Linked DNA regions of Mus musculus: region 1 is linked to region 2. The links are chromatin contacts, called in public HiChIP or PLAC-seq maps. All regions are on one chromosome and are shown on one strand. The core of a region is the stretch at or near the end of the contact, and the rest is flanking DNA. Distances in the headings are between cores, read along the strand shown. Region 1 holds the start of Sbf2 (SET binding factor 2). Region 2 overlaps Sbf2 (SET binding factor 2).

What was found. HiChIP or PLAC-seq counts read pairs in DNA pulled down with a chosen protein or histone mark.
Region 1: a contact with region 2 is called in an H3K4me3 HiChIP or PLAC-seq map of bone marrow-derived macrophages, with 5 times the contacts expected there. The contact joins the promoter of Sbf2 here to the enhancer-like site in region 2. A contact is called at or near these places in 14 of 39 promoter capture datasets (3T3-L1-derived adipocytes, the C10 cell line, cranial neural crest and 8 more), 2 of 15 datasets of contacts at CTCF or cohesin (the NIH/3T3 cell line and large pre-B cells), 15 of 115 datasets of contacts at active chromatin or transcription factors (astrocytes, bone marrow-derived macrophages, craniofacial prominence and 10 more) and 2 of 9 other capture datasets (liver and macrophages).

Annotation. Positions count from the first base shown.
Region 1 is chr7:110,613,032-110,616,306 of GRCm38.p6, reverse strand. Sbf2 (SET binding factor 2) reads left to right here and starts at 1,387. Exons shown (of 41, transcript NM_177324.2): 1 at 1,387-1,600. The coding sequence starts at 1,546.
Region 2 is chr7:110,318,175-110,321,317 of GRCm38.p6, reverse strand. Sbf2 (SET binding factor 2) reads left to right here. Exons shown (of 41, transcript NM_177324.2): 34 at 519-645. Among named protein-coding and RNA genes, the nearest start is that of Gm32861, 31 kb to the right of the region's middle. Within about 2 kb of position 1,862, at least 20 of the 459 cell types and tissues checked have an H3K27ac peak or open chromatin away from gene starts, as enhancers often do. A contact at or near this core is called in bone marrow-derived macrophages, where this site is marked.

The DNA.
Region 1 (3,275 bases), core at 138-2,637, 300 kb before region 2:
TTCATTATTTTGAAAACTAACCTAGTTTTCATCACTGCAGGTATGCTGATTCCGTCTGACTAGAAGCTGATTACAAAGGAGGTCCCGAGGTAAAGTACCCCTTCCCTTTCAATTCTTCTAGCATAGCCCAACCCTCTCAGACCTGCTGAAAGGTCTGGCCTTTTGCTGTCGATATAGTTTAACGGTAGCAGGCTTGCCCAGCATGTAGGAGGCCCTAAGTTCAATTTCCAACGCGGAAGCGGGAAAGGGGAACGCTGGCCCAGAAGAGAGAATTAGTCAGAGCAGCTGAGACTATGACCCTTTGGACTCTGAGTTCACAGCTCCAGGCACTAGCTTTCTGCTGGTCTTTGGCAGAGGGCGTGTGTTGCACTAGGCACGTTAGAACCTACTACGTACAATCTATAGAAGGATCAAACCCTCAGTGAACGATGGCTTCACGATCACTTCTAAACCATAGGTTCTGAAAACTTCATAGTTCAAATACATACACTACTACTAAAATTTCATGATCATTAAGAAGTAACAAAGTTAAAAAAAAAAAGTGACAAATCCAAGTGTGCCAGCCAAATTAGAAAACATCGGTAGGAGATATTTCTTAAAAACGCAATCGACTTGAATGCTCTCTAGGCTCTCAAAGTGCCCTATGAATTCTGTGGAGTGTTTGCAGTAGAGCAACTTGAAGTTAACACCTGCTTCAGCCTGAAAAGTCCTGAGACAGTGAAAAAGGCAGTGAAAGTCAGGCGGGCGGGGCTCCCCGGGGAGAGACCGGCCCATTTTAGGAGGATCCCGGGGATGCCCCTGTTCCTAGGTGGAATAACTCCCTGGGGCACTCAGAGGAAAGCCCAAGCTGACCGCCCCCAGCCCAGGCAGCCCCGAAACCAGAGGCGCCTCTGAAGATTGCGCAAGTCTTTTCCTCCCCCGCCTGCTTGGTGGCATGTTTCTAAAATTCCCATCTGCACAACATAAACAGGAAACGTGCAGCAAAAAGCCTTGGCGGTGCAAATTCCAAGCTTCCAGCCGAGGGCGGGAGAATTTCATCCGTGCTGCCGGTGGCAGCAAGCGGCACCAAAGAACAAACTTTCCAAGTGACCCCGCACCCCTCCATCCCCTTTTCCCCCCGACTGCAAAAGGGAGATGGCGGAAGGAAGGACCCCTGCTCCAGGAAAATAAAGAACCGGGCGGGGGTGGGGGGCGTTGAGGCAGCAGCTGGGCCTCTAAGCGCCCGGCCTCGGTGGCGGCGCGAGGCCAGGCCGCGCCGGGCCGCCCACCTCGCGAGCCGCGTGTCCGAGCGGCCTCCGGGCGCCGCGTGGGTTCGCGGACGCCGGGCACTGGGTCGTCGAGCCCTTTCGGGTGGGGCGGGGGAGGGGCGGGCGCGAGGCGCGGCGCAGGCGCAGTGAGCGCCTCGGTTGTCAAACATGGCTGAAGCGCCGCTGCTACCGCTACAGCCGCCGAAGGGAAAATGCTGAGCTCGCCCGGGCCGGGTGGGCGGCGGCGGCGGCGAGGGCGGCGACGGGAACCCGCTTCCCGGGCGCGGCGGCGGCGGTCATGGCCCGGCTGGCCGACTACTTCATTGTGGTAGGCTACGACCACGAGAAGCCAGGTAAGGGTGTGGGGCGGGCGCCGCCCCCGGGCTTCGCCTCCGCCCCCGGCAGCCGTCCAGTGGGCTCGGCGGGGCCGGGCGTCGCGGCTGGGAGGCGGGGAGGCGGGCGGGCCGGGTCCCGCGGTGGAGGAGCTGCGGGTCGACTGGTGTCGGCCTTCGCGGCGGGGCCGAGCCTGGCTGCGGTGGGCGTGTGTGAGGGAACCGTCGGACGGCGGTAGCGGGGCTAGGCCGCGGCGGTGCGGCCGGGGACTGGCGGGCCGGACCGGTGGCGAGCCTGCCCGCGCGCCGCCACGCGCTTCTGCGGAGGCGGCTGGCACCCGGGACCGCGCCCTCGTGCCTGTGGAGTTGGGAGGGCGGGAGCACACTGTACGAGGCTCCTAGGGATACACTGTGTCCTGCATCCTGAATAGGAGTGACGCTGGGGGCAGTCCTCCCGGAAAGGAAGTGCCGAGAGTCCTGCGCTGCCTCCCGCCGGCCCGGGGTGTGTGTGGGGGGAGGGGGAGGCTGGACATCCCGGCCGAACGCCGGGTACTTGGATAGGTCAAAGGATCCGAGCACTTTGAAACATTTCTAGGAAAATTGTTTCAGGACGTATGTGTCGGCATTCCAGAATGAAAGGACTCTGCTAAGCAAAGAGAGCCGGCCGACCACTGCAGGTGCTCTCTCTCACTTAGCTCTCACGTGTTTTGATTGTTCTCTGGTTTTTCTCGGCCGAGAATTTTTCACAAGGAACAGTTTGGCAGATAGGTTGCTTTTTACACTTCGGTGGACTAGCACAACCAGAAGTATACAGGGCTCATGCACGTTCATTTTCGTAATTGTATCTCTTTGTGTTGCTGTTTATAGATAAGCGGGATGTGCTAACAAGGTTATTGTAGAGCAGGGGAAGCTACAGTCTCGCAGTTGCAAGGGATTTTAGATACCAGCGCTCCACCCCCTTCCATGTCCCCGAGGTGCTTAGGTTGTGCTTTGCTGATGTTAGTCGTTGCACCAGCATACCATTGTTCTGCCCACCTCTTTTTATTATTTATCCCTAAGGATTTATTTCAGAGATGGGAGCCTTCACATTCTTTTCTCACCACTACCTAATTGAGGTCAATTAGGAGAAGCAGGCTCTTGCTGGGCAAGCCTGGAGACCTGAGCCATGAAAAGGTGCCAGGCAAGAACTGATTGCCCACAGTTGTCCTCTGACCTTCCTGGGTGTGCCCTGGCATGCATGCCCACTCCCACCATGAAGACACACAATAAATAAAAGGAGAAGACGTCGGGCTGTATTTGGAGAATCTTCTGGCTGCTCCAAAATGCCCTGTCCTTTCTTAGAAAATTTTGAGTCTCTTACCAAGGTGACATAGTCTGTCAGTCTGGTAAGATTGCCAGTGTGCAGAATCAGTTTTGTTTTTCACCTTGTTCCATTTTTAGTTACATTGTTCTTCACCCACAACAATTTTATCTTGTGTGCCCCCCCCCCCCCCGCCCCCCAAGATAGGGTTTCTCTACAGAGCCCTGACTGTCCTGGAATTCCTATGTAGACCAGGCTGGCCTTGAACTCACAGATATTTGTCCTCCTCCCACACCCACAACAATTTTGAAACAGTAACAAACTTGAAAAAGTTGTAAGTATGATACATAATTATTGTTATTTTATTTTTCGGACATTTTAAGAGGAAGCTACTGC
Region 2 (3,143 bases), core at 613-3,112:
TGGTGTCAGCTGGTCTCGTTCAGGCGACCTTATTCATAGTTCATTTCTCCTGAATATCTAGAGGACACTATGTAACATAAAGCATCCAGTCCTCTGGCTCACACAGTCTCATGAGTCCATCTGTTTGTGTTTTTACACTGTTTGCCACACAACAAAAGCCACACGCTGTGTTAATTTATGTTTGTCAATTTTTTGGCACATTATAGTGTTGTGAATGGAGCTAAACAACATAGTATTAAAATTTGGGCCTAAAAGTTTCCGTTGAATGGTGTTACATGTAAATGGAGAACAACAAGGCCTGTCTTGTAATGTTGTAGAAATTATATAAGAAGCCCTAATCTAGTGTCATACATAGTAGGGACTCAAAAACCCTGCCCCTTCTCATCTCTGTAGTGGTGGGGGTTCAGCATTTGCCAGATGATGGCCAGAGGCCTTCTGCATATTTCAGCTAAGCACTCCATGGCGTGTCTTTTACTCTTCTGTTGGATGCTCACTCTTTCTTTGTTTGTATATTTCAGGTTCACAACCAGTATCCAACTGAGTTTGAATTCAATCTCTATTACCTAAAGTTCTTGGCTTTCCATTATGTGTCTAATCGCTTTAAAACATTTCTCCTGGATTCAGACTATGAAAGACTAGAACATGGTATGTATTTATATAGCCCTGTCCTATCCTTTTGTTAGTTGTGCGTGTTTTTAGTGGAAACGTCAATGGTGTAACTGATCCCAAGCAACTGAGTGTAGAGTGGTGGGAGCGCCTGCCCAGTTCCAGGGAGATCTGCTCTCCTACACCAGTTACAGCAAGTACTCGTTCTTGTCCTCCCTTTACAGAGTGAAACATGCTTACTATTAACTCCTAAGCAGTCCCACTGTGTGGGAGACATGTTTAATTCACATATTTCCATTCTTGTCCCTCTGGCAGGAAGGATCTGTCCATGGTGGCAGTTTGGGTAGCAGTGCATGCAAAAGGCTCCAAACCAAACACACACCAAGTAAAAGTCTAGCACCACCACTCACAGGCTTTACTTTGGGAAAGTGAAGGCCCTCACTGAGCCTCGGCCTCCTCATCTGTAAGGTGGGGACAGTGGTAAGGTACAGTAAGGCCACAGGAAGCAGCCGTGAGCAGTATTTGCTGTCATGTAATAAGCACTTGAGGAATTGCAGACAGCACCATCATCATTACAGTTTCTAATAGCTATGTTTGTAAAAAGAAGATTCTGGACGTGTATTAAAGCACTTCCTGGGGGAGGGGGAGTAGGAAAACAGGAATATGCATGGCAGCTTTTGTTAACACATCAGGAAGGAAGGGAGGGAGGGAGGGAGGGAGGGAGGGAGGGAGGGAGGGAGGGAGGGAGGGAGGGAGGGGAAGGGAAAGGAGAAAAAGGAAAGGGAAGGAGAGGGGAGGGGAGAGCAGGGGAGGGGAGGAGAGGAGAGGAAAAGGAAAGGAGGTGAGAGAAAGAAAAAGAAGCAGCAGTCAGCACTTGTTCCAGGTGGCTTGGTCAGAAGAATGCTTGCCTAGTATGTCCAAAGCCCTGTGTGCCCTCATGTACATCATGTAAACCAAACATAGTGCTACGCGCCTGTAATTCTAGAACTCAGGAGATGGGGAATTAAAGTAAAACAAAGTTGGTATTCTCTGTGCACCATATGTAAGTGTTTAGAAAGAGGGCCTTTCATAATTAAAGCTTTACCAGTGATCTCTGTTTAAACACTGAAGTCAAGAAGTACTACTTCAAGGACATGTTGTTAAAATTGTCTATAATATTTCACTTTGGGTAAAGAAAAGAACACTGGCCAGACCATTCATCCTAGGCTTTTGTCACACATTATGTCACAGTCAGAAACAGTCTCTTAAGTAGCATGTGGTGGGGAAGTAGTGAGCAAAGCTGATGACAGCTCTGGATTTGGCCTTCAGCCAGCCTGGGTGTGACAGGCTCAGTCGATGTTTTCACTAAAAGGTATATCATATGCATGTATGGCTGTCAGTGATATACTAAGTCAGAAAATTACCTTCACCCCATGCAGATGTGGCCAGAGACCAAGATGCCTGCTGTGCCAGATGACGTCTCTAGTTACAGAAACACCAGACCCTGGTACAGCTGTTCTCTGACCTGACTAGAGATAGCTGGGCACTGCAGCAGCGCCTCCAGCCAGCTGAGTCAGAACATGAGGGCAGCCAGAGCCTCTTAAAGCTTCTGAGTGGTTCCACCATGTTAACAAGGCCGAGTGCTCCTCTGACCCAGTAGAGATAGCATCAGAACTAAGATACCATGTGAGAGAGTGTCCGAGCAGCTTCGCCCCTCAGCAATGGCAGCTGGCCTGGAAGCTGGCCAGGGCCCTGCTCTGTCTGTGACCTAAAAAAGATGAAAGGGAAGGCAGAAGGAATGGGATTAAGAAAATGTTGTACCAAACATGTTGACAGGTTGTGTGATTATTTAAAAGTGAAATTATTTTCAAGCCCAGAGATGGTGGCAACACATCTTTAATATCAGCACTCAGGAGGCAGAGGCAGGCAGATCTCAGTGAAATTTCCAGACCAGGCTTGTCTACAAAGTGAGTTCTAGAACAGCCAACACTATACACAGAGAAACCCTGTCTCAGAGGAAAAAAGGAAGGAAGGAAAGAAGGAAGAATGAATGATTTTCATCCTGTGTCTCACATGTTTTTTTATAAACTGCCTAACCTATTTAGAATCCTAGAATGTCATTACCAATGGGTTCTCTTCCTATCCAAACTGGCTTATAAGCCAGGCCAGTCTTGGTTGCCTAGTTGGAGTCTGTCCTTGCTTAGTAGACATACCAGTCATGCAGCCTACTCAGTCAAACTAATACTAGTTACCAACAGCTGTGAGAACCTTCCTCCTCTACCCGCCACGGTCAACAAGTGGAGCCTTGGACTCTCAGGCACCATGGTGGACTTCATCAGCCCTAGCTCAGGGTTTCATCACAAAAGCCTCATCACCGTGTCCACTGTCTTGAAAGAATAGTGTATTACTGCTTTGGAATTGGACCTTGATAGGACTTGATAATAGTGTCTGGTGCTGCAAACATTTTTTAATGTGTTCCCTACATTTGTATATTACCCTGAGACAGTCATCTGGATACTGTAAAACAAAAAGAGTCCATTGTCTATGGTTCCAGTCAC